Linked DNA regions of Macaca mulatta: region 1 is linked to region 2. A link is a contact called in public Hi-C data. All regions are on one chromosome and are shown on one strand. Each heading gives the region's core, a stretch centred on a gene start, on an enhancer-like site or on the middle of the called end of the contact. The rest is flanking DNA. Distances are from core to core; before and after follow the strand shown.

Region 1 (5,846 bases), core at 1,443-3,942, 51 kb after region 2:
GCCTGGAATCCAAAGTTATGCAGAATCCAACCCCACCAAACCTTTTCAACTTTTATCTGTTACTGTTCCTCTGTATCAACTTTCTTTTCTTTTCTTTTTTTGAGACGGAAGTCTTGCTCTGTCGCCCAGGCTGGAGTACAGGGGCGTGATTTCTGCTCACTGCAGCCTCCACCTCCCAGGCTCAAGCGATTCTCCAGCCTCAGCCTCCTGAGTAGCTGGGATTACAGGCATGCACCACCACGCCTGGCTAATTTTTGCATTTTCGGTAGAGACGGGGTTTCACCATGTTGGCCAGGCTGGTCTCAAACTCCTGGGCTCAAGCGATCTGCCTACTTTGGCCTCTCGAAGTGTTGGCATTACAGGCATGAGCCACCGTGCCCAGCACCAACTTTCTTAAGAGGGCTAAATTACAACAGGGTTAGTGTTACAGTCTTAGATCAGCTGAGCTGAATTCAAACTAAACAGTTTAGACCATTTTTTTCGGAAAGAAACAAAAATATAAATTTTGCAAAAACATTTGTAAGAATTAAGCAGTCCCAGTGGCTCATGCCTGTGATTCCAGCACTTCGGGAGGCTGAGATGGGAGGATGGCTTCAGTCCTGGAGTTAGAGACCAAGCTATGCAACATGGTGAAACCTTGTCACTACAATACAAAAATTAGCCGAGCGCAGTGGCACAAGCCCTGTTGTCCCAGCTACTCCGGGAGGCTGAGGCAGGAGGATTGCTTGAGCATAGGTCGAGGCTACAGTGAGCCATGATTTCACCACTGCACTCCAGCCTGGCAGACAGAGCGGGACCTTGTCTCAAAAAAAAAAAAAAAAAAAAAAGAGAAGAATTTAGAAGTCCTTATTCAAGATAAGACATTCAAGATATTTTTTCAAAATATGTTCTGAATCCAAAAAATCAGTAATTATTGTTTTCATATTGCATAAATGTGAAAGACTCATCACAAATGACACTGATATAGTAATGTTCTGTATCTTGGTAGGGGGATGGATTGTATAGGTATACGCATTAGTCAAAATCAGGGAATGTACACTTAAAGATTTATATATTTCATTGAATATACATTTTACACCAAAATAAACCGTCAACAAACTCTAGTCAATGATATCCATGCCAAAGTATTTAAAGGAAAGTGTACAGGTATCTGCAATTTAAATAGATGGATAGCTGTATGATAAAGCAAGTAATATTAAAATGTTAATGGTAGGATAGATCCTAAGTGATGTATTCCTTATAAAATTCTTTATACTTGGCTGGATATTTGAAAATTTTCATAATAAAACATGAGGGAAAACGACATTATTAAGACACTGTACTTGTAAATTGTAAACACTGGTAACACACTACATTTCATAAAATTGTAAGATGTTGTTTGGTGGCAGCACCAGGTATTTGCTCCTTGATGCTTCCAAATTACCCTGCACATCCCTCTTATAGAATAGTTGCCTCTCCCAGCATACTATAAGTTTCCGGTGGGCACAGATCTAACCTAATTTGTATTTATATTCCTTAGGCTTTGCATCATGTTTGGGAAATAATATGTGTTCAACAATAGTGGCATGACTGAATCAAAGTGGAATACTGCTAACGAACAAAGTATTTTATTTCCAGCAGATTCACTATTCTTTTCTTACACATTCTAAAGGTTAATACGCTCAGTTTGCAAGAGAAATGTGTCCTTACTTCTCTCCAAGCATGCGAAATTTCCAAAATTTTTTAAACTACCCATTAGACAATTTTATATTGTTACTTAAACCCAAGATCTGAAGCCTTCCTAACATTCAATAACTTTTTAGTAGACTTTTTTTTCCTAGAAGAGCAAAGTCTCAGAACTCCACGGAAGCCTGGAAATTGTTTTATTCTAATTTTAGATAAGCTGTCTGAACTAAGAGATCTCTGAACTTGTCAAAAGCAGGCAAGTGGGGGTCTGGGAAGAAGATAAAAACAAACGCCACATAAAACGTCATGGAGCAAACTAATCAAGAACTTTGGCAAGAAACGGAGAGAAAGTCTTAAGGAGGACACCCAGAACATCTCCAGCTCCTCCTGGCCCGACTCCTCGCCTCCTCTTAATTCCAGCCAGTCAGAGCGCGGGGCCATCCGCCACTCCCAGGATGCCACGCGACGGGAGCGGACGCTGCGAGGATGCACCTCCACACGTCAACCTCCCACAAACAGCGTGGCTTCGTGGCTTGAGCACCCGGTTCGGACGTGAACGCCTGGGTCCGAGTCCCAGCTCCCCCTCCTGCCTTGTCTGCAGCCCTGCGCAAGTCCTCTTGCCCTCGCTGAGCCTCAGTTTCCTCATCTGTAAAATGTAATAATTCCCTATAATTGGCTATAGGGAGATGAAAAGTGTAAATGGTTTTAAGGAAGACACAGGCAACTCTCCAACTTGTTACGGCTCTGAAGCTCGCGGTGCTCACTAACCAGCCTTGAGACCAATCTCTCAAAGTCACCCGCTCCTCCTTTCCCGCCCGGCGCCTGTACCGAGGCCGCTCCCTCCTGTTGGCCCCCATGCGGAAGGCGCGCGGCGCCGTCTGCCGTACCTGCAGCCACCTGGTCAGCGGGGCCCTCTTGTTGACCCATGACGAAGTCGTGCACGAGGCCCCATAGGGCGCCCGTAGGCGCCGCCGCCTCCAGAGCCGCGGCGGCGGCCATGACGCGAACAAGAGACCGTGGGAGGGGATATGGGCGGTGGCAAGAGACGGGCCTCTCCGCGCATGCGCCTCCCGAGGCAATCGCGGGGAGAAGGCCAAGGGGGCGGGGCGCACCGGGTCACGTGCCTACCGGCTTCTAGCCAGGCAGTTCCAGGGAGGGGCGGGGCCTGGAATGGGGCGGCGGCACCGAGAGGGAAGGCGGCTGCTGGGCACGCAGCCGGAGGCCATTGAGGGCGAATAATTCCCGGCCCGGCTCCCCGGGAGACGGGCGGCGGGGCGGGCACCTGGCTGGGTGGGGAGAGGGGCGGTACGCACCACGGGGGAAGCCAATGAGAAAATCAGGCCCAGCCCGAGGGGGCGGTGCTGTCGGTCACATGCGCACCTGGGGCGGGTGGTGGCGGCGGCGCGGGCACCGCGAGCCGGCGGTGGGGAGCGGGGCCGGCCTGGGGCGGGGTTAGGCAGGTGAGTGACAGGCTCCAGGGGGCCGGCCCCTGCCTGGAGCCCCGAGCGACCGGGAGTAGCTGCGGCGGTGCCCGCCCCCTCTCTCCGCCCCTCCAGCGGAGCTGGTCTCCGGCCGGGCACCGTCGCGGGCCCCCCTGGCCCGGCCACCTGGGACTGTGCTAGGGAGTCTGCCACCTCCCTCTCTCCCCTGGCCCGCAAAGTTTTGGCGGAGCCAGCGCCGGGGCTGAGCGCGCCCCCGGGGGGAGATCGGGGAGCGCCAGATGCCGGGCGGCCGGAGCCGTTGACCCGGGACGCCGCCGTCCGGGGCAGGAGCGCGGAGCAGCCGACCACCTCGCCGCCTCCGGTGCATGGGGACTGGCTGAGGAGCCAGCATGGGCAACTGCGTGGGGAGACAGCGGCGGGAGAGGCCGGCAGCCCCGGGACACCCCCGCAAGCGAGCAGGTAACGACGGGGAAGGGAGCAGGGCCTCGGGCACCCCGCCAGTTGTCCCCCTCCTCGCCCGAGCTCTAGGCTTACCGATAGACTCCCCACTGGTGCTGGCGCTTGGGTTTCCCCGATAGCCTGCTCCGCAACCAGACGGGGCCGCTCCCCAGCGCCGGGCGAGCTGAGTTGGGGCAACTGCGAGCACTGAGCCGGCTGCGCGACCAACTCTCTCCAACTGGGAAGCTCCTGGTGGGGGTGGGGGCAGGAAATGTTTGCAGACCGCAGCGGGGCCGACGGATTGGGGGGAGGGCCCGGGGCGAGGGCGCCGCTGGCCTGGCAGCTCCGGCCGGGGTCGGACACCGGCCCGTCGGGGCACGGCGCGGGCAGCCAGGCGTCCCCAGAACTTGGAGCGAGCGGGGCGAGAACAGTCGCTCCTTCCAAAGACTGTGTCATTATCGGGCTGCAGATCGTGTCTGCCGGAATCCGACTTGCAAAGCAGCGCAGGACTCTGGGAAAGAAATCTTTATTTTTCCCGCAGGGGTTTTTAGAGCCTCTCGGTCGTCTGGGAGTCTATAAAAGATGGGGTGCGGGGTGAGATTCACCCTCGGAATTGTTGGGATCCTTCCTAGCTGTGGGAGTGAGATCGCTCGCTGGTGATTCTCGAGGCCGGGACAACGCTTTCTCACTTTCATGGTACACCCCGCCTGCCCTGGCATTTCGCCCCGGAAAGAGGTCTGTAGGTCATTTTTCTGGGTCTTACACTCACTTCCTTCTTTGAGGGTGTTGCAAGGACCTGCTGGGAATAAAATCGTAGACTTGAGAGCTCAAAGGGACCTTCAAAACTTATCTGGATTCCAGATGGATCTTTGTCCTCCTCTCCATGTCAAAGCCCAGATCCCAAGAGGTTGAGCACCTTGTCCAAAGTCACACAGCTAGTTAGGAGCACAGCTGGGGCTAGAACTCAGCCTCCTCTCCCACCCCATTGCCACATATCCCCTTATGTAAGAGGAGCCACAGGCAGAGTTGTTAATGAAGTGGAAACTCTAGTTGGAGTTTCCTGTCTCCCTTGACACCGAAGGTGTGTTGCTTGGGTTGCGGAAACTGGGAAGGAAGATGAGGGAACCAGGGGAAGCAGGGAAGGATGTCTGCGTGGTGGACAGGATGACTTGTGGAGGAAGAAATGTGTTTTTATGGGAAGGATGGAGTAAAACTTATTGAAATTCTTTTGTCTGAAGGTAACTCTGCCCATTCTTCTGACTGAGGAGAGATGACTCAAAACCAAGGACTGGCTTGCTTTCATTCATTCATTTGTTCAACAAATATGTGTTCAGTCCCCATAATTGATTTAGCAGCATTTTTTGCTGTTGACAACTCTCTCCCATGAGACATTCTCCCCCTTCCTTTCTTGGCATCAGACTGTCTTGGTTTTCCATTCTAAACACCCCTTTCCACCATCACCTTCTAGGTGGGGGGCGCACTGGTGCTTCAGTTTGACATTCTGTTTTTTCTCTCATTACACTCCCTCCCAGAGAAATCTTGTTTAGTCTCACAACTCTTTGTCCATTGGGAAGACCCCTATGCTTAATCTTCAGCTCTTCTCTCTTGAACCCCAGAACCCCATCTCTAGATGGCCACTGGACACTGCGATATAGATATTCCCAGATTTGACACTTCCAAAATCAGGCTCTGTATTGTTCCCTGTCCAGCAGCTTTCCTTCTTTACTCATGTTCTTCCAGCTGCCTAACTTTAGGCTGTGAAGAGCTCTCTCTCTCATGACTTTCTCTGCTTCCTTGTCACCTGCCTCGAAGCCAGCCAGTCCCTGGGGTCTGCTGGCTCTTCCTTCCGCAGGTCTTGCGAACCTGTCCCTTGCCACCCCACTTCATACCCTTCTCACCTCAAGTCAACCCTTGTCTCAGGCTGAAGTGAGGTACCCCCCAAAGGCAACTTCATCTTCAGTCATTATCCAGTCCTACACAGAGTTGTCCCCTCAGAAGACATTTGCTAAAATAACTTCTTCCAGATTTTATAGTTCTGTGTTCAAAATATTTCTGTACTTGGCCAGGCATGGTGGCTCACACCTGTAATCCAGCACTTTGGGAGGCCAAGGCAGGCAGATCACCTGAGGTCAGGAGTTGGAGACCAGCCTGGCCAACATGGCAAAACCCTGTCTCTACTAAAAATATAAAAATTAGCCAGGCGTGGTGGCAGGCGCCGGTAATCCCAGCTGCTCAGGAGGCTGAGGCAGGGAGAATTGCTTGAACTGGAAGGCAGAGGTTGTAGTGAGCCCAGATTGCGCC
Region 2 (5,546 bases), core at 1,763-4,262:
AATCTCCTGACCTTGTGATCAGTCCCCCTTGGCCTCCCAAAGCGCTGGGATTATAGGCGTGAGCCACTGCGCCCAGCCTGCCTTGGCCTCTTAAAGTGTAAGAATTACCAGTGTGAGCCATTGTGCCCCGCCAGAAATACATTTATGTAGCTTGTGGCTATCATACTGGACACTGCAGTTCTGGCATGGTCATGATTTCAGCACTGAATGGGCGTTCTAAGCATGGAAGTTAGGACAAACTTACCTTACAGGTTACAATAGCTCCGACATCTGGCAGTAACTGGGACTCTGTTTCTCTTACTACAGACACCACAGGAAGCTACAGAGGGAAAAAGAAAAAAACTGAAATGTCCTGGCTAACTCTTGGGTCAAAGCATTTGTGTCTTGAGAGTAATATAGGAATGTCTTGGTACACAGGTGAGAGCTGGAGTATGCATTCATTTATAGGCCAGAGCAGAAGGCCTTAGAAATTTTAGGAAATAGGAGGACCAGGGGGCTACAGAATGCTGCTAGAAGATGTAAACCTCTAAACTTCTTTTTTTTTGTTGTCGTTGGAGATGGAGTCTTGCTCTGTTGCCCAGGCTGGAGTGCAGTGGCATATTCTCGGCTCACTGCAAGCTCCACCTCCCGGGTTCATGCCATTCTCCAGCCTCAGCCTCCCAAGTAGCTGAGACTACAGGCACCTGCCACCACGCCCGGCTAATTTTTTTTGTAGTAAATCCCTAAACTTCCAATAAGTTTTCTGGTGATTCTCTCAGAATTTCTTGGTATACAACTATATTGCCTATAATCATTGACAATTTTACTTTTTTTGGTTTTTTTTTGAGATGGAGTTTCACTCTTGTTGCCCAGAGTGGAGTGCAATGGCGCCATCTCGGTTCACTGCAACCTCCACCTCCTGGGTTCAAGTGATTCTCCTGCCTCAGCCTCCCGAGTAGTTGGGATTACAGACGCCTGCCACCATGCTCGGGTAATTTTTTGTATTTTTAGTAGAGATGGGGTTTCACCATGTTGGTCAGACTGGTCTCGAACACCTGACCTCAGGTGATCAACCCACCTTGGCTTCCCAAAGTGCTGGGATTACAGGCGTGAGCCACTACATCTGGCTGACAATTTTACTCTTTCCTCCAAAGTTATACTGCTTCTTTCTGTTTCTTATTTTACTGCACAGGCTGAAATTTCCACAGAAATGTTACAAATAGTAGCTACGCTTGTTTTAAGTGAATACTTGCAGAGTTTTCTCTTTGAGCATGGTATTGGCTGTTGGTATGAGACAGATATTTTGAGCCTCATCTTTTAACAATCTCTCCGTTGCTTACAATGCTTCAGCTCTCCTGGCCTTCTTTCAGTTTCCCCAACTTACTAAATTCTTCCCACTTTCAGATCTCTCTTCAACCTATTCTTTTTGCCAGAATTGCACTCTCTCCACCCACCTGACTCTAACCTACTCTTTAGATGATTCAGCTTCAATGTCACTTCTGCTGACTAGGATGGATTTGCCTGTTACATGTTCTTAAGGTGCCCTGTAATATTCTTTCAAAGCAGCCACCACATGTGTAACCATATGCTTATTTGAGCATTTATTTGTTTACAATTTGTGTCTGTGTCCTTTGATAGCAGAAACCAAGTCAGCGCTGTGCCTGACACATGAAAATACTCAAGTGGTATCTATCAAATGAACAAACTCAGGACTGTTAAGGACATTCCCAACAATGACTGAATAGAAAGCCCCTTGAGTCAGACGGCTTAAGTTACTTACTCAAAGCAGAATCGAGGTCAAGTTAGCCAGAACCTAACGGTTCTAATTCTGAATCCTCTTTCTACTGTGCTCCTTCAAATATTGCTTATATGATCCTGAGCTAATCCTGGATCAATCTCTAAAACTAGAAAAGTAGGTATTACGCATTCAACAAACATTTATTGAGGAGCTGCTTTGTGCTAGATACTGATGGTATGGTGGTAGCACCTGCACTTCGTGGAACTTAGATTTAAGCAAGGGAGAAGTCTAGTGGGAAACATACCTGAGTGTCTAATCATATGCTGACATAAGTGCTTGGAAGAAAAGGGACAGAGTTTTTTTGTAAGTCTTTAACAAAACAAACAAAAACAAAACATCCCACAAAACTCCTTTCCTCAATTAGTGGGTCCAGAAGGGCTTCTCTGAGGTGATAATACAGAAACTAACGGAGGTAGGAATTAAACAGGCCTAAGAAGACAGAAGCGTTCCAGATAGATGGCATGTTACAAAGGCTCTGTAGCAGGAGAAAGCTTGGCACATTACCGACACTGAAAGAAGCTAGTGTGTTACAAATTTTTTTAAAAGGGCAAGCCAAAACTGTGATTATAACTTTTACAAATAGAAAAGACTGTATGATTAGATCGCGTCAGTGAGGTGGAGATAGTGGCACTAGAGGTAAGCCGGAGAGGTAAGCAACATTCATACAGTATACAACGCACTGCTGGGCTGAGCTGGGCTAGGTTACTGAGTTCGCATCTGCTTTTGTCCCAACCTCCCTCCCCGAGGGTCAGCAGCACAACCAAGCGAGATCAACACAACTAGTGTGTGGTGGCTAAGTGCACAACAGCGGCGATACGGCTAGAAGAAACTAAGAGACCAACATTGTACCACTAAGGCTCTAAACACGCGTCCGCAGTGCCCATGCCTAAGGACTGGAACTCAAGGGCAGCCTAAGGGAAAAACAGAGAGAGAGGAGACGGCATGCCGCTTCCTTTACCGCGCCGTTCTCGCTGCTCTTCATCAGGCAGCCGGCAAGCGACGAAAAGATGTAGCCGTGGCGGGTGTAGGTGCCGCTGCCCGGGCTGCCCTCCTCCAAGTTACACAGACGTTCGCCTGCAGAAAAAATGCTGCATCGGTCATGGGCCCCCAGAAACTGCAGGCCGTCCAGGCTTCTTGCTTCGGCCCCTATCCAGGACTCTGTACGGGAAGCGCTCACTTACCGGGAATACAGTATCTCACAGGTGGTGCCATGATTGCCGCTGTCCCAAAAGCCGGATGAAAACGAAATCGATTTCTCATTGGCCAAACCCAGGCACAGTTCCGCAGTAAGATACGCGTCAATTGGTGTTCTTTATCCTTGCGTGTAAACTCCATTTCCCAGGTTACCCCGGGACAAATCCGGGGGCGGAACTTCAGCGCTCCATGCTTGCGCCTGCGCGTGTGGTTGAGGATGGGCTGGCGGCAGGTCCGGGTCCGCTGGGTGGCACTGCAGGCGGCGGGCCATGGTGGTTTGGATTGAGCCGGGCCCGGCCGGGGCGCCGAGTCGGAGAGGGTGGCAGTGAGCGGCGGCAGAGGCTGCGGGGCTCGGTTTGGCTGACTGGGGAGTCGGCAGGCGGCAGGTAAGGGCGAAGCCTCGGCCCTTGCTCCCCATCCTAGTCCCTTTTTCTGGGTCGGGCAATGCCCTGGGGCCTTGTCTTGAGTCCAGGTTCCTGCTCTCTCCTCGCCCTGCCCTGCGGGGCTGCGCCCTCCTCAGCCGGAGCGCACCTTGCGAGCAACCGTTACGTTCAGAGCAGGAAGGAAGGAGGTCAAGCGACCCAACTCGTCTGTTTCACAGATGTGGAACCTCAGATTCAGAGACCGGGTTTGACTTGTCCAAAATCTTCAAGATAGAGCCCAAACTGGAACCCGCGATTTTTGACTTCCAGTCCATCGCAGTTTCACCTCGCGGCTGTCATTGAGAAATAAAACCTTTTCCCGGTTTTTGTTTTGTTTTGTTTTTGAAAAGGAGTCTCGCTCTTTGGCCAGGCTGGAGTGCAGTGGCGCGATCTCTGCGCACTGCAACCTCCGCCTCCTGGCATCAAGCGATTCTCCTGCCTCAGCCTCCCGCGCAGCTGGGACTACAGGCGCGCGCCATCACGCCCAGCTAATTTTTGTATTTTCAGTAGAGACGGGGTTTCACTATGTTGGCCAGGATGGTCTCGATCTCTTGAGCCGCCCGCCTCAGCCTCCCAAAGTGCAGGAATTACAGGTGATTCCTCCCAAAGTGAGCCACCGCGCCCGGCCTTTTCCCGGTTTTTTAACTGTAGCTTCCAGTCCTGCGGTCCGATCCTCTTCGCGGCCTCCCATCCCCACTTAAGTAAGCTTTCTCAGGTTGAAAAAGCCGAACTCTGGTTGTGTGGGCCCGTCATCAAAAGATAAGCAGCCCCAAAATAAAGTTGCTACTTTTTCTTCTCAGCGTGTTACCCCAGAAGGGAGGTCTGCACGTGAATAAAATGCTACTCTTTATTGATGTCTGGTATCTCCTACTTGAGATTGCAAACATCCCGAGAGCAGCGTCCTTGTCCAGATGACATTGCCCACGACTTTGATCTCAGTTCACCTGACTTCTGATGGCTTTGCCGCCTGTCCCTCCCTGTCCCCTCAGTCGACTTTCCCCTTGGGAAACAGATGGTGACTTAGAGCCATGGGAAGAGGGAAGTGCTGTGGCCTGCAATCTCCTCCTGTCTGGTGGCAGACGACCACTATGGCCTGTGACTGTTACTGAGGGATGAGAGTACTCGGGCTTGTGCTTGGGGTGGTAGTAAAGCTGCGCTTTGCTCTGTTTCCTCCCCTGTTCACTGAGATTACCCCCTTCTTCCCTACACACATATTTTTGAATTTTGCTTTACCTCTATTTCCTGAGATGAAAAGTCTGGGCCAGGTGCGGTGGCCCGCCTGTAATCCCAGCACTTTGGGAGGCTGAGGCAGGCGCATCACCTGAGGTTGGGAGTTCGAGACCAGCCTGACTTACATGGAGAAACCCCGTCTGTACTAAAAAAATACAAAATTAGCCGGGCGTGGGGGCGCATGCCTGTAATCCCAGCTACTCAGGAGGCTGAGGCAGGAGAATTGCTTGAACCCAGGAGGCGGAGGTTGTGGTGAGCCCAGATTGTGCCATTGCACTCCAGCCTGGGCAACAAGAGCAAAACTCAGTCTCAAAAAAAAAAAAAAAAAAAAGTTTGTATGTTCAGTTGCAGCCCACTTACTACATATATCAATTTCCTGGCACCCTGTACCCCATTAGCTAATGGAGAGAGGCCCTAGCTTCAGACTTTGTTCACCCAAATCTGTATCTGTGCATCTAGGAGCTTTCTATTTACACGGTTGGGCTGATTTCTGGTTGGGCTTGTTTTCAAAAATGACTTCTAGCTCCTAAGTGCCATGATTTTAATAACAGTTTGTATTTCTCTCTTTATTAATCAGACAGAATGATAGCAGGAGACACTTATTTAGAGTTATCACATTGGCAAGAGTGTCCTTGTTGGTATTTGTAGGACAGATAGACATCTGGCCAGGCTTTCCACTTCTGCATCCCTCCAGGTCATTCGTTCAACAAATATTTGAGTACTTCCATGAGCCAAGTATTGTGCTAAGTGCTTTATAAACATTTCATTTACACTTACCAAATACAGTTTGCCCTTCATACCTGTGAGCTTCACATCGCAGATTCAACCAACCATGGATTGGAAATACTTGGGGGCAGCCGGGGGTGGTGGCTTACGCCTATAATCCCAGCACTTTGGGAGGCCAAGGCAGGCAGATCACCTGA

The links. Hi-C and Micro-C count contacts between places; a contact is called where the count stands out from the background.
Region 1: a Hi-C map of cortical neurons shows a contact between it and region 2, with 2.4 times the contacts expected there. The contact joins the promoter of MMS19 here to the promoter of EXOSC1 in region 2. A contact is called at or near these places in 2 of 14 Hi-C or Micro-C datasets (CD4 T cells and cortical neurons).

The regions. Positions count from the first base shown.
Region 1 is chr9:109,546,385-109,552,230 of T2T-MMU8v2.0, forward strand. It overlaps MMS19 (MMS19 cytosolic iron-sulfur assembly component), which reads right to left and starts at 2,693. Exons shown (of 30, transcript XM_077947066.1): 1 at 2,553-2,693. UBTD1 (ubiquitin domain containing 1) reads left to right here and starts at 3,178. Exons shown (of 3, transcript NM_001194274.2): 1 at 3,178-3,566. The coding sequence starts at 3,497. LOC144331238 (a long non-coding RNA gene) reads right to left here and starts at 827. Exons shown (of 2, transcript XR_013398225.1): 1 at 765-827; 2 at 1-159.
Region 2 is chr9:109,495,198-109,500,743 of T2T-MMU8v2.0, forward strand. It overlaps EXOSC1 (exosome component 1), which reads right to left and starts at 3,013. Exons shown (of 8, transcript NM_001257849.1): 1 at 2,959-3,013; 2 at 2,736-2,851; 3 at 245-319. The coding sequence starts at 2,989. ZDHHC16 (zinc finger DHHC-type palmitoyltransferase 16) reads left to right here and starts at 3,192. Exons shown (of 10, transcript NM_001266197.1): 1 at 3,192-3,357.